Regions from separate parts of the Anas platyrhynchos genome. Here region 1 is linked to region 2. Evidence: chromatin contacts called from public Hi-C data. All regions are on one chromosome and are shown on one strand. The core of a region is the stretch at or near the end of the contact, and the rest is flanking DNA. Distances in the headings are between cores, read along the strand shown. Region 1 has its middle 150 kb from the start of EDN2. Region 2 has its middle 15 kb from the start of EDN2.

Region 1 (6,663 bases), core at 3,739-6,238, 160 kb after region 2:
GCAGTTCAGCTGGTAACTGTGGCTGGGGGCAGGGGAGGTGGTCCCGGGGGAAGGCCCCAGCTGGCCGCGGTTCAGGGCCTTTCTCCACAGAGAGTTTGGGGCCACGGGCAAACCCTGTGTATGTCCTGCTTCTCCACAGGGGAAGGAGTCACAGTAATTTCCTGACTTTGGATTTTAGCTGTGGCTGGCTGGTAGGGGAACAAAATCCAGTGGCTGTGGATCAAAACTTCTCCCAAATCTTGTAGAGAGCTTCTGCAGTTCCCAACCACTGTCCATGAAGACAAACTTTCACAGTCCCCCCCAAGTTCTTCCTCCTCCTCAGCAAGGCATGAAATAGAAATGACTTTGTTTACTTGCCACATTTCAGTCTCATTCCCCCCTTAGCTTCCTGCTTGTTCAGACTGTTCCCTTTTTATCTTCCCAGACAATCTCCACTGCCTTTGTTTGGCTTCCAGAAAATCCCTGTTCTAACTGGGCAGGAGGAAAAGCAAATTCAATGGCTTCCTCTCACCAAGGAGGAGTTTTGAGAAGGCAAAGCCCAGGGCAATGCAGCACATTTTCCTCATACTCAAGTCCACATGAATGGGTAGTGTTCAAACATACCCGCACTGTCCTACAGACTGCTCTCTTGGGCGGAAAGGGGGAAAGAAATCAGACCCATTCTCTATTAACGTAAAAATAATGTATGCATTTGTTTGTCATTTCTGAGTTCTGAGTGTGAGTAGCCCAGGATTGAATTAAGAAGTCACAGCAAAAATTTCTGATCTGAACGTCTTCACCTTCTACTCACCTCAACAGGCACTGCACCAGGGCATCGTTACCTCCATCATGGAAATTCAAGAGTGTATGGGATCACTCCTGGGCACTGGCACATGATTAATTTATTGTAGCAGTTAATCTATTAGATCTCTTAGTCCTTTCTGCCCCAGAACATTCCTGGGCATGGCCAGGAGCTAGCCCGGACCATGCACCTTTCCCAAGGACAGCCTGGATATGGCCACTGAGGCTGGGGAGAGGAGGGGTACCTGTATGTCTTTGCTGCCTGGGGACACTCCTAGGCATGTGTCCTTTTCTGTTCCTGCATCACCTGTGTCCATGTCTGCTCCTTGACTGCATCTTGTTCCTCCCTTAAACCATGGGCTCATTTTGCCTCAAAGCCTTGCAGCCAGTGCTGCTTTCCTCTTTGTCTAAGTTGCCCAAGGAGAGAGCATTCCTTGTCCTCCCTCCCTCCTTGTCAGACCACACTGTCCCCACCATATCACCGAGTCTTCACACTGTGATTGATAAAAAGAAGTGTGCCACTGTTAGGTGCAGATGCTGAAACTGGTCTTTGGGAAGAGAAGGGGCAGGATCTATGTGGACTGCCTTGCTGTAGGTGGCTGGTGTGCAAAAAGATAAGTAGGGATGTTTTGACATTGTAATTATTTTTCTGTTTTGCTTCTAATTGCTACCACATGTCCAGTGCATTAGAGAAGCATTCATTAATGCTGTGCTCAAATCCAAATAAACAATCATCTCCATTTGCCCCTCCCTGGACCCCTACATCTTTTTCTGTGTGAAAATTTAACAGACAGGAGGAGCACGAGCCCTCTGCTCTGAGGGAAGCTGTGATGTCTTCAAGGCAAGGCTTTGACTTGCCTGTTAGCCCAAAGGAAAGAAATAATGATAGAATTTAACAGAATAAAATGTGTTGAGGGATGTGAAGAGAGATACTTTGTAATACAGAAGCAAATCGGGGCAAAATTACCATCTTAATTGTATTAATGTTACCAATTAGAGACAGAGCCCATGTTGCTCAGCAGGAGCGTTCTGGGATAGAAGGGAAGACAAATTATCTGAAAACTCCTTATTTTGTCTTTGTGAATTACCACCCCAAGGTACTTAATTGAATCTCTAGTCCTGATCAGTGAACATTGTTCAGGGAGTGAATTAAGGAAAGGCCCCACAGGCCTGCTCAGTTTTGTCCCAATTAAAAGAAAAACTAGGGTGGTTTTTTTGTTTTTTTTTTTTGTTTTTTTTTTTAATTTCTACATGGCTAAGAGAAAAACTGAAAATTAGGATCTGGGTCTAAATCGTGTAGAAGCTGTTCAGAGAAGTATAGATCTGGAGATCTGGACACGTGTCTTGTGTGCACATGTGGCAGTCTGCACCCCACTCTGAGCACCACTAAAATGGAAAAAAGGAGCTGGAGCCTCTGAGCCTTTCCTGGTCCCGCTCCCTCTGCTTCCATGGGTGGCAACCTACTCCCTTGGTGTTTGTTGCAGGTCATGTTTCAAATTTTTCGATGGTGATGCAACCGTCCGTTGCATTTAGCCAACATCAGTGATAAGCACCAGCCAGAGCCAGCAGGTGGTTTTCCACCCAGAGTCTTTTGTTGTCAGAATCCTCTTGGAGGAAATGTTCTGGATACTTCAAGGTCTCCTGAGATGAGTTAATTCTAAGCAGCACTTAGTTTAGAGTGATGTATTTACAGAAAATCCCCAAAGGAGTAGTATATGTTGACTAGCTATTTTGCTTTTATTGTGCAGCTCATAGTTTGTGTATTTCCAGATTATTATCTTTTAGTCTTCGAGTCTACTTGCTCTCTTGTTTAGGAGATAAAAAAAGAAGCAGGGTGAGTGTTCCCAAACATTGCTGGATTGGACCTTCAGATACTGAAACATTTTGATTGCAAGAAACAGAACTGTTTGTCAAAGTGCTCTGAGTGCCAGGGCTTCTTCCATCTGGATCTCACACCTTACCCCTCCTTGAATTTAATATAAGATTTTAAATAAGATTTATTTATTTTATTTTATTTTACTTTACTTTATTTTATTTTACTTTACTTTATTTTATTTTATTTTATTTTATTTTATTTTATTTTATTTTATTTTATTTTATTTTATTTTTATTTTTATTGTATTTTATTATTTTTCTGATAGAACAGAATAAAACTATTTGACTCCAAGCCCTATAACCCAGGGTTAGACCATTCTTGTGTGGCTTTAAAATGATAATGTCTGGGGTGAATAAACAAAAGCATAAAACAAGTCCAAACAATATTGGTTTACAGAGTCCCGGAGTTTACTTTGAAAATTTGGGTTGGTTCTGATTCTAGTCTCATAATCATGAGAAGTGAAGAGTGGGATTTAAGATTAATAAGGAGTAGTAATTCTGATTTTGGCTTGTCTTTATTATAGATAGGGATTTCCTCCTTTCACTCACGGAGTTTGGAGTCTGTCTGGAGGCTGGTCAGAAGGAAGCCTGGCCGCCCCAACTCTGGGAGGCCGTCTTGGAGAGAGAGCAGAGTTTTACAGCAGTGCAAGGATTTCCACTCCTGCTCTGCATGTTCCCTTGTTTCCTTGCATGCCTTGTGCATTGTGAGTGCCGGGTTCAGGCACAAGGATCCTTCCTCCGAGTACAGTATCCAACACATTATGGTCTCAGCCAGATCCTGAAGGCTCATTATAGTAATAATGATGAAGTGTTCAGCAGCTTTGTGTTGAATGCCAAGGGAGAGGTGACCTGCAGGAGAACTCTGAAGGGGGTTCCTAGAAAGGAAGGAGATGATCTGCTGGAGCCGAGCTCTTTCAGCCTGGCTGCTGGGAGATCTGTGAACTCTTTGAGGGAAAGGAGGCTGTGTAAACAGGCAAGAGGGGGGAGCCACTTAAGTCAAAATAAATGCTGTGAAATTCTTTCCATTGTATCTCACTGAATACAAGAGCTTGGATGATGAAGCCATGAATTCCAGAGAAGGGGCACCTGGAACAGGGCCTGTGAGGAAGGGGAAAAAATATTATAAAACATAATGATCAAACAGTAGGGGAGAGCGAGGACGATGAAAACATCAAAAGTCATGGCAATTGTTTTGGATGAGAATGTTTTTAAGAGTCCCTGTTTACGTTGGACAGGAGAATTTGCTTTGAACAATGGGTGAACTTTTGCAAAGCAGGCAAAATCCACTCTACTCACTACTAGGAGTTTATTTTTCTTTTGCTGAAAAAATGCATGGGTTTATAAAAACAGTGAAAAATTAAAAGGTGTCTTATTGTATTGCTGCCTACTTCGGGTCTGCTTCTCACACTGTTCATGCTGGACTGCTAGAGATAGGACTAGATAAAATGCAGGGGCAATTTACCCTTGAAATGCCCACGTATTAAATGTGGGGTATAATATATTAGGTTCATACATCATAGATGCAAACGTAATTATGGTCCAGACAACAGGGTTTTCTGCCAGAGTCACTAAGCTTACCTAAGCTTACTGTCCAGCTGATTCTGAACAATTAAACTTTGCAGGTGTCTGAGCCCTGGTTTTACACTTATTTTTAATATGTTGGTGTTCAGTATACTCCAGATTTCATTTCTGGATGACATTGTAATCACGAGATATTGTCACACAGAGATGAAGCCTTGTGGATCAAGAATGTGGGTGCTGCGAGCTAAAGCAGGCTGGAAGAGAATTTGGATACGGGATATTTGCAGCAGCAGCCAGCAGCCAGCAGCCAGGGGCTTTCTCCAGACAACCTGCAGAACCTCCAGAACAGAGCACCCAGAAATTTACGTCTATTCTCTCACATCAAGAACAAGCACAGCAGCACCATGCCATGCTGCAGAGTATGCAACCCTGAACTGTACCTGGCTATGACACATTTCATTAAATAATACCTCCCTTCACTTCTGCAAGGACCTCCTTGCCTGGCAGCCCTGGTGCCAACACTGCAGGTGACCAGGGCAGGTTGGTGGCCCCACAAGGCACGGTCTGCCTAAGAGGGCTCTACATCACAGCCCCTGTACAATGGCTAGCCATTCCTGGAGTGCCCCATACATTCCAGGATGCATTGGGCCTCACAAGTTAAATATTTAGTCTTTCCTGAATTTGAATACTTCCTGAGCTGCTGGTTTTGTTGTTTCCATATATTTGCCTTTGTTTCACTTGATTAGAGCGGTGGGCCTTGTAGATAGGGACTCTATTCTTGGCAGAAAGTGGAGTATTATTAACATTCCTTATCGCGGGAGTGTATATTATTGTGTGACATTGCACAGAGTAACCTTAAAATAAAAGCCCTCCTCTGCCATTCTGGGCATTGTTTTGACTGCCAGCCGCCTCCACAGTGCTCCAAGCAGAGACACCGCTCCCTGGGTTATCAGCTGCTTCCTCCACTCCTTTCCTAAATCAGTGCCATTCACTCACAAAAGGATGTGCCTTTCAGCGTATCCCTGGTGGCAAAGAAGTACGGTGGGACTTGGGGCCTGGTTTCCAGTGAACCAAAGGTTAAAGCCAATTTGGCTGCCTCCTCCAGCTGCAGGCTTGCTCTGGGGAAGGGGTATAACATGCCAGCTTCAGAGAGAGATAAGCAGTTTGCATATCACTTCAGAGAGTGCATCATGCAGAGTGCCTCCTAATCCCTGTGTCCCCTTTCTGACACTTGTTAACATTCTCCCTGACCAGGGGCTTTGGCAAGGACAAGGCAGCTTTCAGGCTTCTACATGGAAAATTTGCAGTTGTCTCTGCAGAGAACTCTATCTAGCTTGGCACAAATATAAATGCATAAAGGATGGAGCAGGCCTTATGATTTTCAGGTTTGCCCTTTGAGTTTTGGTACCATACATAAATTATAAGTTTCATATTAAGAAAAAAAAATAAAATAAAATTTGTCTTTTCCTATCACAAAGTAACTGTGCTGCAGTTCTGTCATCCACCCTGGCAGGAAATTGTCTCAAAGTAAAAAAAAACGGCAACACAGGCAACAGCTCATGCACATCTATCCCATGCCTAATTAAGGCTATTTAAATGCTAACATTATTAAGCAAGAGCAATTTCTTTCTCCATCTCATTTTTTTTTGTTTGTTTGTAAAAATGCAGGAAAATTAAATGTCTTAATAGAGGAACTGTGAGTATGAATGTGCCAGCAGCAGCATTTGCTCAGCCATGTTAGGAGCTTGCAGAATTGTCTTACTGTTTTTCTGGGTCAGTGTGCAGCTTGATAGATGCTATTTATATTACATATTGGGTGTCCCAAAATATGCAGGAAGTGCAACCCAGTTGGGTCAGTGCTGCTGGAGTTGTTTTGCTATTTGTCCAGCCTTAGTGCTGCTCTGTAGCCGGCTTTGCATTCAGTAAGTGTGCAACTTGGCTGGGAGCATTTCTACTCCAATTCTCTCTTAACCTCATACTGACAAGCTAATTGCAATACCTGGTAGCAGAATATCTCAATTGCACTGTCACCTGTCTCCTCAGCCTCTCTTCTGCCTGGAAGAGAGAAACTGGAACGTTGCCTCTTTCGGTCAGTGGGAGGAACAGAGCCAAGAGCAGTCTGCAGCCGAAAGCACTGAAGGAAGCAAATCTCCATCCTCAGATCCATCCTTCTTCATTGTGCTGCTGCTTGCTAGTAAGGAATAAGGTGTGTCACATGTGGATTTGATAGGATAAAAAGCCTTCTCCAGACCTCACAGCCAGACCAAGGAAATATTTTTCTTTAGTTATTTTCAGAAATACTGGTCAAAAATGGGTAAAAATTGTATCTTCAGGATGCTTTTTACAACATTTCTCAGTAGAGAAGTTATGATTTAATAGTTGAAGCGTTTCAGGTGTTCACAAGCTTTTAGCTAGCGCATCAACATATACACCTTTATTATTATTATTATTATTATTATTATTATTATTATTATTATTATTATTATT
Region 2 (6,713 bases), core at 3,751-6,250:
TGTGCTGTGTTCAGTTTTGGGCCCCTCACTACAAGAAGGACATCGAGGCCCTGGAGCATGTCCAGAGAAGGGCTGCAAAGCTGGTGAAGGGCCTGGAACACAAGTCCTGTGAGGAGCAGCTGAGAAAACTGTCGTTGTTTAGTCTGGTAGAGGCTCAGGAAAGACCTTATTGCTCTCTACAATTACTTGAAAGGAAGGTGTGGGGAGCTGGGGGTTGGCCTCTTCTTGCAGGTAACCAGTGATAGGACTAGAGGGAATGGCCTCAAACGGCGCCAGGGGAGGTTCAGAATGGAAATTAGGAGAAATTTATCCTCAGAAACAGCAGTCAGGCATTGGGAGGGGTTGACCAGGGAAGTAGTGGAGTTACCATCCCTGGGGGTGTTCAAGGAAAGGTTGGACATAGTGCTTAGGGACATGGTTTAGTGGGTGACATTGGTGGTACGGGGGTGGTTGGACCGGGTGATCTTGGAGGTGTTTTCCAACCTTAATGACTGTGATTCTATGATGCTATGAACTAATTACGACTTGGATGTGGGGAACACAAACGCAGGACACAGGGTGTCATGGTTCCTGTCCCAACCTGCCTGTTGTTTTCAGTGGGGAAGTAGGTCCTTTGGCAGGAGTTTGAAACCTAATTGAGTTGGTCTGGACCGTTCATCATACCTTTGCTCCTGTTCTATGAAATGAGGTTATTGGGCCTGACCTTTGTCATGGGTATATGAAGATAAATCCAGCATTGCTTCTCAGATACACAGATGCTTCAGGAGGGTTACAGGAGTAATCTAGACAGGTTGGCTATGACCACTATGTTAAATCTCACTAGTATCTGTGGTGTGGCTTTCATTTTGTGCATAAACACCACATGTGAGGGAGAGCTGTGCTTGGCAGGCTGGGCATATGGCAGATGTCATTAAGATCTCCTTGAATCTGTAGTGGTTAATCTGCTCCAAGTAGAGCTTGTTTTCCAACTCCTACATGGAAAGACAAGACAAGATGATGCAGTCCAATGGCAAGACAAGTCATGGTTTAGCCTCCTGAAAGGCAGTTGCCCATGCTAGCTGAAGCTGAATTAGATGGGTGCAGTGTGCTATGTGTGTAGGAGGTAGAAGACTATTCCACCCTATTTTTTTTCCCTGGTAGTCCATGGCTGGAGTACAACATTTCATCCCCAAGAAGCCACTCTGGCTTTATTTGAAGATGTCAGATGATGGAAAGTTAACCCTTCCCTGCAAAACGGTTCCAGGGATGAATTGAACTCCCTCTAAAAGCTTGTACCTGGTTCACAGACACGGTCCTAACTTCTCTGAGGTGCTAATTTAGGGGATGGCCACAGTGCCAGCCCATGCACAGGTGAGAGGAGAAGCTGACAGTAATTGATTGAGGTGATGAGGACATGCTGGAGAGAAGTAAGTGTTGACAGAGATGAAGCTGAAATCCATCCAGAGCCTAACAAAGGTGTGAGGCGGGAGCCACTCCAAGGAGCGATGGGAGAGGCGACTGAGTTGAATGTTGTTTTCTCTGACCCTTTGCCAATACATTTCCCAGATCGTGGCAGATATTTGGGTTTTTAGTCGCAACATGCAGTTTTTTCCCTCCTGCCTGGTCCCTCACACTTCCACACCTGACTGACCAAGGAGTGCAGTGTGCCGATCGGTATCTTGGCAAGGCGGCTTGCTTTAAGAACAAAGTGTGACCACATTCCAGGGCACGGTGACTGTCCCAACAGCAGACTGCAAACAGGAGCAAAAAAAAACTTCGGATATGCATTTATGAGGATCCCAGTATGCTTCTGTCTCCTTAGGCATCCCCTGGGGACTGATATTTATCTTGCTGAGATTCCTTCATCTATAGCTGCTGTTCTTAGCATCTTGTGACCTCAGGCATTAATGAGGCTTGGACTTAAGCAGCTCCCATTTATCAGCCTCCAAAGAATTCCCCCCTACTATAATTCAATGAGCTGAAGAAAAGTGGTGTAACAAGACAGCATGGCTGGTTCATACCCCTTGGTTTGCATTCCAGGGGCCAGAGAAGCCTCCTGCAGTGCCCACAGGAGACATGACTACCTGCAGGAGAACTGCTTTCATCTTGGGGTGACTGCTGGGAAGAGGAGATCTGCCATGCCAATAAAGTTTGACAGCGTCACGGCAGGAGCACAAACCCAGAAATGCTCTCCTCCCCATCCTGGATAGTTATTAGGTATGGAGTTTATCTGCCTGCTCACCTATTTTTGAAAGCTCAGGTGTCTATGTGCAAGCAAATCATCCTTTGCTTGAGTGGCATGCAGGAGACATCTTCAAAGGGTGAAGGCAGATCTGAGGAAAGCCCTTCAGAGGCCCTTAAAGTCCTCTACAGGGATTGACCAAATGTAGCTATCTGGTGGGGATGAGGCCCAATCACTGATCTCTCTTTGGTGCATTACTGATGGTGACTGCTGTTGGACTGAGTACCTGGAAAGCTGCTCTCTCAGGAAGAACAGGCATGGCAAGGCAAACAGCAAAGATGTTCCCTGCACATGGCATCTTCAACAATAAAGATAAGGGAAAGCCACTGAGAGTAAGAATCAAGTTGAGATTTGCTGCTCCATGCTAGGCTAAAGCTGGACAACGATGATTAAAAAGGTCCCTTCCAACATTAATAACTAGGAATGATGATCACCTTTCCCTTCCTCCCTCCACTAGGCTTTTGCTGTGCATCAACATGAAAAGTATATTGCTGGTTGCTTTACTTTTGTGCTCAAGGTCCTCATCACCAAGGACCCAGAGTAAGACTCTTGTACTCATTTGCACAAAAATGAGCCATCTGCCGAGGAGGTGAAACCTTCAGAAATTGTTCCTTGCCACTATGCACAGGAGCATGCACTGACAGGAGGGTGGTTTTGGCAATTCCAGGCTGTATGAATGGGAGAGGTTTCATGGATAGCTGGGGCATGAGCTGAGAGGTGAGCATCATAATGTCCCTGTTGACTTTGAGGCTGGTTACAAATATTATCAAAGCTCAGTGTAAACAACAGATACAAGCCCCATGTAGCCTCATGACCATCCCTGTGTTGGTTATATTCCATTTTCACATCCTCACCACTCTCCCTTTGCCCTGTGGGAAAGGACAGCACTATGATCTCCTTCTTGAAGCTGGGGAGGTTCCACTCCTCCAGCAGCACCGTGGCAGGCCAGAGAGGTGAAATTCAGTGCTGACACTTCCTGGGCAATCTTTGCTGATGTTGGTAGAGATAACTATACATAAATCCCAGATAGGTACGTTCCCAGACCTAGAAGCTTGTTTTACAGGGATTGCAGAAAACAGACTGTGGGGCAACAGGCATAAGTGATTAATACCCTTTTAGGAAACAAAATGATCTGTTACTCATTCTTTGTGAGAACAGCAAACAAAATTTTTAAGTCAGGCTGATAACAATGGTGTCCTTCCTTCCAGCCGCCTTGGCACTCAGTGCTGCAGGGACATGACTCTTCATGTCCATGTGTGTTGCCCATTGCACAGCAATGGAGGAAAATCCTTCCCACAGTCACAGGCCTGTGTCTTCCGTGATTCACTGAGAATGCCCTGGCCCTTGCACAGGTATTGTTCCTGACAGTGTATTCACTTTCTCTTTGAAGTGTTTAGGTTAAAATAGCTTCCATGGGCTTCTTGATCTTTGACAGTCTCCACAGCCCAGGATGGGAGGTTCCATGTGCAATGGGGTTGCCTGGCTGAAGCCCACAGAGGATTTGGTTTGTTGTTATAGAAAACTGCCCTGGAAGGTCATGCCCAGACCAGACATTTTTCCTACACTCAGCAGGCATCTAGGGAGTGATGCGCAGGATTTCATATCCTTGCTCAGCATCTTGGTAGAAGATATGCTCACATAGCAGTCATTCATCTGGTCATTACTATCAGCATTATGTCAGGCAGATGACATGGAAACACTTGTCTATAATTAGTTAAACCAAAGTGAGTCATAAGGTCTTTTCTATCGCTTGTTTGACAGCTCAGTGGTTTAACCTGGCTTCCCATATTGTTGCCAGGTCATATTCCTTCTACTTCCTCGTCACCACACAGGGGTATTTTGGGATCCTGCCTAAGGCAGGTAAATGGTGTGACTTAGTCTTTGTGACCTCTGGGCATTGTAACGGCACACATTTAGGTGGTTGGCTCCTGCCATGGAGCTGAGGGGCTGAGAACTGCTCAGACACAGCCAACTAGGAAAGAGGAAAGTGTGCCTCAAGTCCTCCTGCTCATGACCACAGGATGCAGGAAGGGATGCACAGGGATGCTGTAAGGAAAGTCCCCCTCCCAGAGGCACAGCTCAGCCTTGAAAGTAAGTACATGCACCATTTATTTCAAATATACAGCAAGGACTTGTTTTGGACAGGCCTTTGTGAAGAGCTATTTTCCAGCTTTAGGAAGTAACCAAGAGCTTTGAAGACTCAGTTAAACACTTGGTAAGCAGAAGGGGAATTTACATCTATTTCAACCTTAACAGCAGAGAATAACCTAGGGTGGAAGAAGGATACAACGTTCCCCACTCCTCCTGCACACTTCCCTTCTGTCAGACTTCGCACCTCAGCAGCCCTTTTGCAGAAGCCCACCTTCAGAGCCAGCCTTCCTCCTCCTCCAAACATGACAGAGGTTCTGAGGATCCCAGATGCCCTTTGCAATCCTTGCCTCATCACCGGCCCCTGTGCACTGTCTTTAGTCAGCATGCAGGGAAATCCATGCTGCCATAGGTGAGTGCAACACTGTGGGTAATCAATTATCTCCACTGCACATTGTTTTCATTCCTTGCCTATGTGCATTTCCCAGAGAGCTGATTATGTCACTCATTAACCTTCCAGACCTCTTTATTTTCTTTATGCAAAGAGCCGGCTTTTGTCAGGCCAGCACGTTCATATTTCGACTGAGCTTCAAGAACAAAGAGTCCACACTAATTCCTTTCTGCTTAGTCATACCCCAGTCACGTAGAAAGCTATTACCAAAATTGGTACAGAAAGGTTGCCAACCGCAAAGCTCCAGCCCAGCTGCGTGTGGTGAGATTTGCATATCAGCGAGCTGGGGAGAAGGCTCAGTGCAGGCAGCACTCACCGCAAAAGATGTTTTTGTTCATTTCTGTGAGTGAATGTTTGTAAAGTCAGAGCCTTTCCCAAAACAATGGAGATAATCCTCCCATCTGGCCTGTCCTCCCAGGAGCTTTTATCCTCTCTCAGCACTTATGTCAAGGCCAAACTAAGCTGGCATCTCAGTGGATTAAAATCAATTATTTTTTAGGCTGACCACATGGAGGTATTTGCTCCTTGGCAGTTGAGGAATGTGGTGCCGTGAAAGCATCCCACGTCCCTTTTCACCCTACGTGCTGCAAAGCATCATGTTGGAATGGTGCTACTGTGCAGGGAGCTCCTCCAGATCTATCGCATGACTGCCTGATTCCAGTGCAGGTGAAGACAGGCAGCAATCATGACAGCAGCCCAGCAGTGGGGTTGCAGGCTGGACATGAATGTCCCCATAATGTCTGCATAATTTACTCCTGTTTCATAATGAATAGAGTGGGTTTTTCTGCAGAGGTGATTCCTAAGTAGCATCACTGCAGCAGTCTCAGGTGCTCCTCTGGACAATAATCAGGTCATCAGCTTATACAGGGTGTGTTTCCTGCCCCTTCTCCAAAATCACGGAAGAAGACTATACACTTAGTTAGTGTTTTTTGTTTGTTTGTTTGTTTTATTTTGTTTTATTTTGTTTTATTTTGTTTTTCTTGAGTCAGGATTTGTTTTCCAGTTTTACTTTACAGCTACACAAAGAAACCTCCTTTCAGACCATGTGAGCTGAGATTCTCACAGCATCACAAGGATCCTGACCCCAGGGTTTAAGGACTTTCATAAGATTTGCTATCATGCTGATGCATTTCTGAAGCAAGCCAGTATCCCACAAAACAGCACTGTACCTCAGCCCGAGCTCCTTTTCTGCTTGCACAGGGTGGCTCTTTTGAGGATCTGAAATGCTCCTGGTTACATTTGTTGATGACTGGATCCAGAAGATGTTGGTCTAAAACCATGGTTATGTAGGACATTAACAACATAACATCTCCATGGCCACAGAAGTCATGACATCAGGGACAGTCACTCATAACCCTTGGTTTGAAGGGCCACGGGGGGCACCTTTATGCCCCCTTAGAACTTCTTGCCTTCTTTTCTATCTAGTTTTATCTTGTCATGACATGGCCATGGAGGAAGTACCTTCAAAAGTGACATTGTGCCTGCAGCTTCTGGGTGCAATCGCCTTTGGAACAGCCCAGGACACAAAGCACCGTGAAACATTGAAGGGCTGGGTGCAACATGCCCTTCGCAGGCAAGCCCTTGTGCCTGTGTAGGTTTGTGCCTTAGGGTTGCTTTGTGGAGCTGGGTGGAGTACGCTCCCGGTTGCAGTTTCTCTGCCTGCAGGAATGTGTGCTCTCCATGAAATGTCATCTGAATAGTTATTGTTAAAAGTGCCTAATGTTAGCTAAGATTTGTGTTACATCATAGCTGTCTGTAGCACATGTACCCCTTCCCTAGGTGGCATCTGTCACCACATAGATAAATAAGATGCCTCCCAGGGCTGCCACAACTCATAATTTTCACACCTCTCTCATTATGTCGTTAACCTAGGGCAGATCATCCTCTTAGTATTTCTGGGCCTGTTCATCCCTCTGACATAGCTAGACCAAGGCTTTGCTATATCATGTCCAG

Evidence for each region. A called contact is a pair of places that touch in the nucleus more often than the background predicts.
Region 1: a contact with region 2 is called in a Hi-C map of small yellow follicle, with 4 times the contacts expected there. The contact joins two enhancer-like sites. A contact is called at or near these places in 2 of 8 Hi-C or Micro-C datasets (F5 follicle and small yellow follicle).

Annotation. Positions count from the first base shown.
Region 1 is chr24:6,320,818-6,327,480 of IASCAAS_PekinDuck_T2T, forward strand. No RefSeq gene overlaps it. Among named protein-coding and RNA genes, the nearest start is that of EDN2, 150 kb to the left of the region's middle. Within about 2 kb of position 4,989, at least 4 of the 8 cell types and tissues checked have an H3K27ac peak or open chromatin away from gene starts, as enhancers often do. A contact at or near this core is called in F5 follicle and small yellow follicle, where this site is marked.
Region 2 is chr24:6,158,036-6,164,748 of IASCAAS_PekinDuck_T2T, forward strand. No RefSeq gene overlaps it. Among named protein-coding and RNA genes, the nearest start is that of EDN2, 15 kb to the right of the region's middle. Within about 2 kb of position 5,001, at least 5 of the 8 cell types and tissues checked have an H3K27ac peak or open chromatin away from gene starts, as enhancers often do. A contact at or near this core is called in F5 follicle and small yellow follicle, where this site is marked.